3 separate regions of the Mus musculus genome follow, and all the other regions are linked to region 3. A link is a contact called in public Hi-C and HiChIP or PLAC-seq data. All regions are on one chromosome and are shown on one strand. The core of a region is the stretch at or near the end of the contact, and the rest is flanking DNA. Distances in the headings are between cores, read along the strand shown. Region 1 has its middle 29 kb from the start of Gm34297. Region 2 has its middle 52 kb from the start of Gm34297. Region 3 has its middle 140 kb from the start of Gm8633.

What was found. A called contact is a pair of places that touch in the nucleus more often than the background predicts. HiChIP or PLAC-seq counts read pairs in DNA pulled down with a chosen protein or histone mark.
Region 1: a contact with region 3 is called in a FOXA1 HiChIP or PLAC-seq map of pancreatic cancer cells. The contact joins two enhancer-like sites. A contact is called at or near these places in 1 of 15 datasets of contacts at CTCF or cohesin (the NIH/3T3 cell line), 1 of 484 Hi-C or Micro-C datasets (cerebral cortex) and 1 of 115 datasets of contacts at active chromatin or transcription factors (pancreatic cancer cells).
Region 2: a contact with region 3 is called in a Hi-C map of uterus, with 5 times the contacts expected there. The contact joins two enhancer-like sites. A contact is called at or near these places in 8 of 484 Hi-C or Micro-C datasets (cerebral cortex, forebrain, uterus and 1 more) and 1 of 115 datasets of contacts at active chromatin or transcription factors (neural progenitor cells).

The regions. Positions count from the first base shown.
Region 1 is chr10:98,506,586-98,510,262 of GRCm38.p6, forward strand. No RefSeq gene overlaps it. Among named protein-coding and RNA genes, the nearest start is that of Gm34297, 29 kb to the right of the region's middle. Within about 2 kb of position 2,091, at least 61 of the 459 cell types and tissues checked have an H3K27ac peak or open chromatin away from gene starts, as enhancers often do. A contact at or near this core is called in the NIH/3T3 cell line and pancreatic cancer cells, where this site is marked.
Region 2 is chr10:98,483,566-98,487,204 of GRCm38.p6, forward strand. No RefSeq gene overlaps it. Among named protein-coding and RNA genes, the nearest start is that of Gm34297, 52 kb to the right of the region's middle. Within about 2 kb of position 2,371, at least 31 of the 459 cell types and tissues checked have an H3K27ac peak or open chromatin away from gene starts, as enhancers often do. A contact at or near this core is called in uterus, where this site is marked.
Region 3 is chr10:98,211,255-98,214,687 of GRCm38.p6, forward strand. No RefSeq gene overlaps it. Among named protein-coding and RNA genes, the nearest start is that of Gm8633, 140 kb to the right of the region's middle. Within about 2 kb of position 2,132, at least 16 of the 459 cell types and tissues checked have an H3K27ac peak or open chromatin away from gene starts, as enhancers often do. A contact at or near this core is called in the NIH/3T3 cell line, pancreatic cancer cells and uterus, where this site is marked.

The DNA of each region.
Region 1 (3,677 bases), core at 841-3,340, 300 kb after region 3:
TGTTCTTTTATGATTGGGTTATATCACTCTGGATGATAATTTCTAGTTCCATCCATTTGTCTCCAAATTTCATGAAGTCGTTGCTTTTAATAGTTGAGTAGTACTCCATTGTGTAAGTGTACCACATTTTCTGTATCCATTCCTCTGCTGAAGGACATCTGGGATCTTTTCAGCTTCTGGCTATTATACATAAGGCTGCTATGAACATAGTGGAGCATATGTTCTTATTACAAGGGCTGGAGAGATGGCTAAGCTGTTAAAGGCTAGGCTCACAACCAAAGATAGAAGAGTGGCTAACATATCTCAATCTCCATTTGTCAATTAGCCACCGTGAGGACATGGTTCAGGTTCCTCATCTTATATAGTTTCTACGTATGGAGGTTCTCATTTGAAAGAGAAGTAATTTAAAGTGTTGTAAAGTTCCCAGATCACAGTAAGCATTGCACTCATATTAGCCATTTTTATTACCAGCTACCATCTCAAATAAGTAGGGCTTTTTTGAGAAAATGAATATTTCTGATTATGTGGGTTTTGTCATGATTCTAGTTTTAGGTAATATTTTATCTGAGCAGGGCCCCAACCAAACATAAAAATTAAACACATTTCACTTTCAGCATGGAGTCGACTAGAATTGACTCCTGAAATTAGTTATTTGAGAAGCACTTTATATTTTTATTATCTAAATTGTAGAAATAATGGTAAAGTTTCCAATGAACTGTCTCAAAAATATGCACAAGGGACTTCAAAGGTAAAATTACACTGAAGAGTTTGTGTCTTGCCAAGGAATAGTGTTCTATAGAGCAATGCTCTCATCTAATGTGTATAAAGATATAATTAAGACAACATAGTAACCCCCTCTCGTACTTTCGTGAGTTGTACTCTATCTTGTCAGAGGAAAGACAGCTAAACACATTGTCCTAACATGGTATAATGTCCTGTGGAAGATGAACACATGCAGTGTTAGAGTGTTTAGATTTAAGCTTTCATTTCATTGTGAGATGCCCTCACTCTGTAAGCCTTTGCTGGCCTCAGGAGCTTTTAGCGAGTGTATGTGCTTGTGAGTGTTTACTTTAGACATTAAAAAAAGAGTCTTTTATAAATCTCATTACAACTTTCTTTCTCCTACTCCTCCTATGTTCAACCTCCTTTCTTAATTCACAACTTCTTGTTCTTTAACCATTGTTAATACACACACACACACACACACACACACACACACACACACACACACACACACTGATGAGTCCGTGCAGTGTTCCTTGCATGGATATGTGTCTTGAGCTGACCACTTTATTGGATAACATTCACTATGACGGGAAAATATCTATGAGATCTCAACAACATGATTGCCTAAACAGGACCTGAACATTTCAACAAGAGTCGGCATCCTTGCGTAGATGGGAGAAACCTCACAGGGGCCATCTCTATAGAAAAAGCTATAGACAACAAACAATTTGAGGGAGGAAAGAGAGGAAAACAGAGACAGACAGGAGGGAGAGAGAGAGAGAGAGAGAGAGAGAGAGAGAGAGAGAGAGAGAATATTAAGCTTTGTAGATATTAAGGGAATTTTTTTTTTGCTCTCACTACTTGAGACCACAAAAACATGCTTTCTCATCTTAATAAAGTTAATAGAAAAAAAATGGCAATAGTACTGGTTGCTGGTCCCTTTGTTTCTTTAAGTAAATTAAATACAAAACACCTGTATTCAATGCAGGTGCCTAACAGAGTTTTAGAGAGGAAATAATTAAGGCCATTTTCCTCCTTACCAAATCAGTATCCCAAAAAAGAAATCCCAAGGGAGGACTAGTGTAAACACACGTAATCCAACACTCAAGGAGGGGGCTTGCGTTTCTGTCAAAGCACACAGCGACTTGCATTCAGACTTCAAGTACACAAACTCAGGGTGCCTCAGTTGAAGGATGCTGATAAAAACATCTTCTGTGAGTCATCCCAGTATGCAGTGTAAAAAAAAAAAAAAAAAAATGTTGAGGTCTTTCCTCAAAGTGTGAAAGGATATGGGAGCTATTCTCCCACCCACTGGGTGGGGTGGAGTGGCTGGATGTGTCACTGGGTGTGACTGCATGATGACACACCATGATGAAAATCCCAGTGGTGAAATTTCACTGTGCATCAGGACACAAGATTAGACCCCATTCCCCACCCCGTTCACATTCCAGCACAGAAATGAAAGGAAGCGGTAGAATGCAAAAGTGGGTGTACTGTCAGGGAGTCATTTTCAGCCCTTTGAGTTCATGAAGAGGTCTGGAAGACAGATGTATGTGAAAGGAATCATCCATCGCAGCCTCTCTCGCTCTTATCTGGAATGAAGAGACAGCTTTGTCATGCAGCTACCCAAGGCTAATCCTCTCCACTCCCTGCAATCTCCTCAGTCTACTGCCTGAGGACCTTTGAAGCCAGGATTTAAACCCCTAAAATTAGAAGCAGGATTATACTGGTTGCAGACTGCTGAAAAGCTTACCACTTCCTGGAAAGAGCAGGGAATGATGTCTGATTGTCTGTGGAGGGATAAACGGAGAGAGGGAATGTCAATTTTAAGAGAAATAGTGAAGGCCAACTTATCAGGTTCTCAATAAATCTGACTAGTCTTTTTCTGACACTCAGACATACTCATAAGATATATTTTCATACATAGAAACGTTACCCAATTGACTTGAGTGTTTGTTTATAAAATGCCCTATTCTCTTACAATTGATCCCTTCCTCCCTCACCCTCTCAAGTGCTTTCAGTATAGCTGGGTCAGCAACATAGTGCATTACAGTTTATCAGTGGTTTCTCCTTATGACTGCACAGCTATCGGGAGATGAAGTTCCCTGTCACCATCTATCAAGAGATATAGTACTCTAAGAGAGTGTAGTACTATATATTGCTAGCTCAAGTAAAGATCAAAATTCAAGGCATTCTTTTTAACAAATGCATATTACCTCCTACCCTCATGGAGTTGAAAGACAACATGACAAACCATTGGAAATCAGGCACCATCTGTATCCATTTTCATAAATCAAGGCCACCTATATTAGCACAGAGTAAAAATTAATAAATGTATCTTGGTAATTACATTTGATGCTATATTTAGACTATATAATGAATGAAATTCTTGTAAGTACCTGGAGCATAAGGACTATAAGATGACTTATTTCCATACCCCTTCCCATTGCATCATAATGAGGTCAACTGTGTCCATATGATTCCCTTTGGCCAACGAATGCGTATTATGAGAGTCATTTCCAAGCAGAAGGTTTATTAAACACTCTGAATGCTTCCATAAGCTCCTTTGTTTCACTTCTACTTAACGGTAATATTCTGGATATAAAAAGAATCACCAAGTGTGGCCAATAATGACAAGGGAACCTAAAGACCCTAGCCAATCATTGAGAAACCTTACGTGTGTAAGGGTATGACATTCCTCATTGCACTATAACCTAGCCAACCCAAACTAATTCGTACTAAGCAACGTTTCTTGTGATTTTTCAAGAGACCCCGATTTCCCAGTCACAGCTTTTAAGAAGCTTTATTTCCATTAAGTGAACGCCTTCGAAGCAGTTTTACATATCTGAAAGGCACTGAGGGGAAAAGAGAGGAAAGTCTAAACCTAGTGAAATCCTGATACAGCACAGATGGGAGGAGTCCCAGCTGTTCTTCAGCTTCTATTGTATGGA
Region 2 (3,639 bases), core at 1,121-3,620, 270 kb after region 3:
CTTGCTTACCACAAGAGCAATTATTTATTAAACTTTCACAGTTATTCTGAAACTTTGGTGGATAGCACGTACACCAAAATGGCCAAAACTGACTGCTTTTGAAAACCTAAATCTCCATTGTAGATTTTTGAAAAGCAACCAAGCCCATGGGGTGTCATTAAATTATGATTAATAGTGACAAGAAATGCAGTGTAACTATAATAAAGAGGTCTACTTTAGACTATATTGTCCTTACCAAACAGGGATGGTGAGTCCCTGTAATGGTAATACTTAAGAAAGCTGAGCCAATGCAATGTAAATTGAAGCCTACATAATTAATCCCAGGCCCGTATGAACTACAAAGCAAGATCTTGAAAGAAAATCAGAGAAATCCTAAGGAATGGCCAGAAAGTCCGTCAGTGGTTCTCAGCCTCCTGATCCTGTGACCCTTTCATACAGTTCCCCATGCTGTGATGTTCCCCAACTATAAAAATATCTTCATTGCTAATTGATCACTGTAATTTTGCTACTGTTATAAATTGTAATGTAAATATCTGATATGCAGGATATCTCATATGTGACCTCTGTAGGGTTATTTGACTTCCCTTAGGGGTCACAACCCACAGGTGGAGAACTGCTGGCCTAAGTTAAAAACACAAATTGAATGCAGATAGTTGGAGGGCAGAATTTTATGGGAGTGAGAAACGTGTATGAAGACTGCATGGGTATGAAGTTGGTGCTTCCAAGAGCAACATAAGGTTACTATACTTTTAAAAAGTTAGCAATCAGTCCAGTCGGAGAACGTGTTTCATAAGAGGTATGCAGAAACCAATTTACAGAGACAGTGCTGGATGTGTTTGATCCTGCATCCTTCAAGTGCTTCCCTGGGTGCTGCAGAGAGGCCAGCATCATGGATACAGCTCAATTTTCAAAATACACTGTCTTAGTTAGTCACTGTGACCAAGCCAACTTATAGAAGACAGAATTTATTGGTGCTTACAGTTTCAGAGGGTGAGTCCATGATGGGGTGGGGAACGTGGCACCAGACAGCTCAGGCCTGGCAATGAAGCAGCAGAGGAGAACTTTCATCTGATCCATAAACATGAATCAGAGAAAGAGCCAGAGAACTACCTAGGAATACCATGGGCTTTGTAACCTCAAAGAACACCCCAGTGACACACCTCCTTCAACAACGCCACACCTTCCAATCCTTTCCAAGCAGTTCTCCCCATTAGGAACCAAGCTTTCAAATAAATGTCCCAATGGAGGATAATCTCATTCAAACTATCACATGTTCTCTGACTGAATGGAGGCAGTGTCAAACTAAAAGCAAATTTTGAGACCAGTTCAGCAGGGAAGCACCCACACTGTCCTTGCCGCTATCTGCAAACCTTCACTTCTGAATTTCTCTCCTGCTCACCTTCAGAAGGCCTTTTCCTCTCAATTGCTTCCTGTCCGGCCTTCTTGTGACTGAACCATGGACCCCTCTTCCCGACCTTACACTTTCTGTCTCCCATCCTCTCATGTCTTCTTAAAAGATAACACCTGTATTTCTGTCTTTGGCTTTGGAATTTCAGTCATAATCTATATGACCAAATTGTTGTTGTTGCTTCACATAGTTTTAGAAATTATGACAGAGACCAACTGTGATTAGCCATTGGTATCAGCTTAAGGACTTTGCAAAGCACAGAGTCCCTAGGTTTGCTTGTCATTGTTTCCAATCAGTAGGCCTGTGGTGTGGCTGAGACATTTGTGTCCTTAAATAAATAACCCGGAATAATACCAAAGACCATCCATGTTTCAGCACCCTTGCCTGTCACACAATAATCAAGTTCATATCACACCACTTTAGTTCAAATGATTTCTAACACCTTTAGCTTCCAGAGATCACTTGCAAGACATGCTGCCATGCCTATTTGGAAGTCATCAACCAACAATTTTTCAATGATTCTTTTCTTTCAAGACAGGTCAACTTCTTTTCTGTGGTGCCTTAATATTTGCCGTTTATAGACCAAAGACACCTGTTCTCTGTGAAAGAGAACTGTTTTTTCAAATTTAAAATTGCAACACGGGATTTTTCTAAATCCTGCAGCCCCGTTTTTATTAGCAGATTGATACCAGTTGTGCACAGTCCTGGCAATAACAAGAAGCAATGTGCTCCTGCTTCCTATTAAGAAAAACAACGTTTCCTGATTTCTTATTACTCACTTGCTTATAAGGTTAAGGTATCAGGTAATGTGAGAGAACTGAAGGGCATAAGCTTATGTGATCTGCTAGAACCAAAGGAAACAAGAGCAAATTCAAAAACTCTGCGCTCCCAAATTTCTAGTCTTCTGTTTCTCGCCTAGAGTCATACTACCTCCCACACCGCACATGTTGTAAACTTTATGCGGCCCATCTGTTAAGGAGTTTGTTTTCCAAATTTGCAGGGGCTTGGCTCTTCTGGACTGAGTACCAGAACTAAATGTGACACAGATTTTTTTTTTCCCTGCTTAATAATTTTCAATCGCAAGGGCACTGATGTCGGAAAAGGTCAGGGGAAAGGAGGCAAGCACCGCAGGAGCGCACTGACTGTTAAACGGCAGGACATAGGCAAGCACATACTTAGCATCCGCCATGATGACAGGCATAGCTGTGCTCAGGGGATGTTGCATTTTTCAGGTTGGTTGTGGGATAAATGTGGGCACAGCTCGGCATTTAAAATGAGGCAGACTCAGACCACGATGTTTCCTCACAGTTAATGCAGAGACCATAGATAATAATTATGTTGCTGAGCCCACAGAGAATTTTTACGACTGATCCTCTATTAAACTGGCAAAACAAGAGGATAATGTCTCCAGCACTAACAAGTTGGCAGGGAAGTCGCTGGCAGCTCCTCCCACTGATGTTCCATCTGTGTGAGCCTTCAGCAGGATCCAGGATATTGTTTCCCTACACAGGTTGTTCCTGCAGTATAATCAAGAGAGACTGAGTGTAGATAGCTTTATTGTTTTTGAAAAAAAAAAATCACTGCCACTTCAGGGTAAGCAGCTCCTGGGCTGGGCACCCTCAGTTAAGTCTTGCTAGGAAGAAGCAGCCATGCGGTGACGTCAGCAGGAAAAGAACCATTTCGAAGCACCGGCTTGTCCAAACGACGTGAAGTCGCAGGAGAAGAAGAACTGCTTCAGAGCAGGATTCATTTTAGAAAATCCTTTTGAGTCCCTTAATCGAAACTTAAAAAATTGCTTTTGTTTAAAAATACCATTTTTGCTGGTGGCTAATAACAGAGCGCGTTTGCCCAACCTTGACTCTCCTCCGGTGTCCTGGTTACTGGCTCAGATTTTCCTCTTAAAAAATAACAGTTAAATGTTGAGGGAGAAAGATCTGTGAAGGCAAAGGGGGTATATAAACCAGCTGAGTCAAATCCTGAGTCAAACTCCTGTGTCAAACTCCTGTCATGACGTCTGTCATTGTACACTTGGCATGCGATGCAGAAATGGCCTCTGGACAAGCCAGGCAGCTGCCTCCATAGATTTCCTAAATACTCTTCTGATATTTAAGACATATTTTAATAATGAATTTACTGCATATTGTGTCTTATCCATTGTGTGTCCAGAATAGGGTCTCACTGGACATACTTTCTTGCTCTGATAATGGAAATGGATTCTAAGTCATCACTTA
Region 3 (3,433 bases), core at 882-3,381:
TGTTGATGTTCAGTACACAAAATTCCTAGGCTTTCTCGGGATCTTTCCTTACATTCTTCTATCAAGATTCTCCAGTGTTCATCTATGCATTATCCTGTTTATCTACCATTAAAACCCTTGCAAGTGTGTGCACCCTATCAAACTTGCTTTTAAGAACAATGATGAAGCTCTGAATCCTTGATGTATGTAGTCATTCTAGGACTTTGGTTTTATTTTATTTTCTCAAGTAAAACTCTGAGGAATAAAACCTCTGCCTTTTAATAAATAGAAATCTGACTTATGATTTTTTTTCTTCCACAGATTGATACCTCTATGGCTTTACCCTCTTCAGAAGGTAGGAAAAGGACCTACTTCATCTGAATTCATTGCTATTAAAGTTACTCAGAAGCCCAGAAGAAACTTCATTACCTCAAATGCATTTCACCTACTCAGAAAATAACCATTTTGTAAAAAGCAATCTAACTGTGCTTTAGAACTTCAGATCACAGGTCTACAGGTTTGGGCAGATCATGATCACCAGTCTGCACAGAGTGCTTCACAGAGAACAAGCCCAATGGCACCCATGAAAACCAATCGAGGTAGCAAAGTGTTACCTGCCTTGACAGTCCTGAACAATCCAAGAACTTTATCACCATGAATAGCTTATGTATGAAGCCTTACCATAATGTGATTGCTTAAAGACAAACAAATATTATATGCTGCGTATATGAAAATAGAATATACATTTTGAGGCATGTGTCTCTGTGTGTGTGTGTGTGTACATTTATTTATATATTGTGAGCACAAGTGTGTGAGTGTATGTGGGTGACAGAGATTGATGTGAGGGATGGTTTTTAATAACTCCTCACCTTACATATTAAGACATAGTCTCTCCCTTGATCTCAGAGCTTGCTGATTCAGCTAGTCTAGCTAACCCTCTTAATTCAGGGATCTTCTGTCTCCACCTTCCAAGCACTGGAATGAAAGGTGGCTGCGAGAACTTCTCAGCACTTACACGGGAGCTGGAAATCAACTCTCCTATTCTCATGCTTATACAGCAAGTTTGCTTTGTTTGTTTATTTGTTTTGTTCGTTTGTTTGTTTGTTTTTACCACTGGGACCTCTCACTAGCCCTACAAATTCTTATTCATAACTAGGTGATAGATACCTTTGCTATACATTACATTTAGACCGTATTAATAAAGTATTTCCAGATCGTTTTGTCGCATTGTTTTCACTGTCAAGAACAACTCAAATTTATAACTCACAGCTCTTGACTAGAGGTCCCTTTACACTGAAAGCTGATGCTAAATTGTCCAGAATCTGCTCATGAAAACAAAAACCTAAACATTGCTACTTACCTGGATAGATTATTGTCGAAACTAGCATTTTATCCTCCATTTTTTTTGGTTAGAATCTATCTGGCTTGCCTGTCTGTGGCATTCACTGCTTGATGAGTTATTTTGGTTTTCATTATTTTTTTTTCAAATCATCTTTTTAATATACCATATCATTTGCTAATTTTAAGCATGCCATTCAGTTATAGTAACTTTATTGTCATACAGCCATCACCACCATCTAATTGTAAAACAGTTTGATGTCTCTGCAAGGAAACCTTATGCCATTTTCAGTCACTCTCCGTTTCCAACTTCAGCACCAGAATATTACTCTGCTTCTGTCTCCAGGGACTGGCGTTTTCTACAGAATTCTCACAAACCGATCATGCAGTCTGTGATGATTTTCATCTGACTCTTGAGAAAGCCTTTAACTAGCAACTTTAAAATGACAGTAAAAAAGCATTACTCGAGAGTGACTCATTCTTCCTCGCAATTTTTAGTTCCACCCATTTGATTAATAAACACAAAGTGCCAAGCAAAGATAAAAGCATGCTATTAGCCAAAGAATTTTATTTAGGACTCCAAAATAGATCCAGTTCTTTTCTGTTTTACTTTTCAGTGTAGCAGCATGGATTCGTTCTCCACACCCACGCCTCACCACCAGAAATGGATGTTGACTCTTTGGAGCTCCAAAGATAAAGAATGAAATCCTGTTTCTTCCCTACATTTCACTTTCCCAAAAGACTATAGTCAACAAAGATATATGATCGTTTAGCTTCACTGAAATGGAATTTAGGCCCCACACACAGTAATCTGGACCATGGAGCTTAGCCCAGCATATGACAATGGTCTCACAATTCAGAACTGAGCCTAACCAGGCCACAGAGTCAATACAAGACAAGACCAAGATAAGATAAAGAAATAAAGAAAGCACTGAAGAAAAAAAACTTTAATTTCAGCCACATGTTTATAATAGTGTGGTTTTTAACCACATCTGTGAAATGCAATTTATGACACTGTGTCTCCCACATTCATGGCAGGAAGTCATGATGAATGTATACATGTCTGTGTTTCCAACAGTAACACAGGATCTTCATGTATGGTAGACAACTGTATGGTGGTATTTCCAATAGTCAGGAAAAATAGTAGAGGTGTCTGTTTAGTTTGCATCTCACACATGCAGTATAGTGTTCATAGCCTCACCTTCGAATCTTGCATTGCTAGCCACTAAGATGAACTGATCTATTATGAATATAACAAGGAAAATTAACTAAAAGCAAAATTTGAATGCCTTAAATTCTTCTGTGTCCCATATTCTCCATCATCACTAGCCTTGCAAGTTGCTACAGGTTTTAGATCATGTACACATCTATGGGTACAGGGATTCCTTCAAAAGTACACTGAGGGATGGCAATCTAAGTAAACACTTGTAGCAGTCATCAGAACATTGCCTTCCTAAATTGAGGAAAACAATGATTCATCATATACAGACACTAGGTAAGAAATATAAAGGAAAAGAAGATTCAGCTGTAGGAGTCTGTGCCATAAAAAGGTTACCAAGGGCAAAACTGCATGCAGGGGAAGGTAAGTACAAGGGGAGAGGTTCACTTTTCAAAACAAGCCCAAAATAGGTATTCATTTTAATCTATTCGGGGAGGCTGGACTTTTGGAAAACAATTTCCTCTCACTATTGTTTGTTTTTATTGTTTTGTATTTTTTGTCATTCTCAAATCTCATCTCTGCATATACCACTATACAATTTGCTTTACATACTATGGTGTAAACAGGATACAGGAAGAGTAACAGAAATAAACTAAATATATGGACATGTGCATTTGTTCTACAGGACCGTTAAAGCTCCAGGAGTGAGTGTAGAGAGTTTTTAGGGAAATGAATTTGCTTTTCTATATCAACCTGCTCAAAAGATCTGTAATCATAGCACAGAAGTCTCTGTGCTTTTTAGCCTCAGACCAGATCTCATTCATTGCAAATTCCTGCACAAAGTTTTCTTCAAACTTGAGGAGAGTCTTCTTGCTAGCATGCCCTGTATTTATCTCTGATGTTTCATGTTAAACACTGTGTCCTTTGAGTTTAGCTCTCCAGCTTTTAAAATCTACA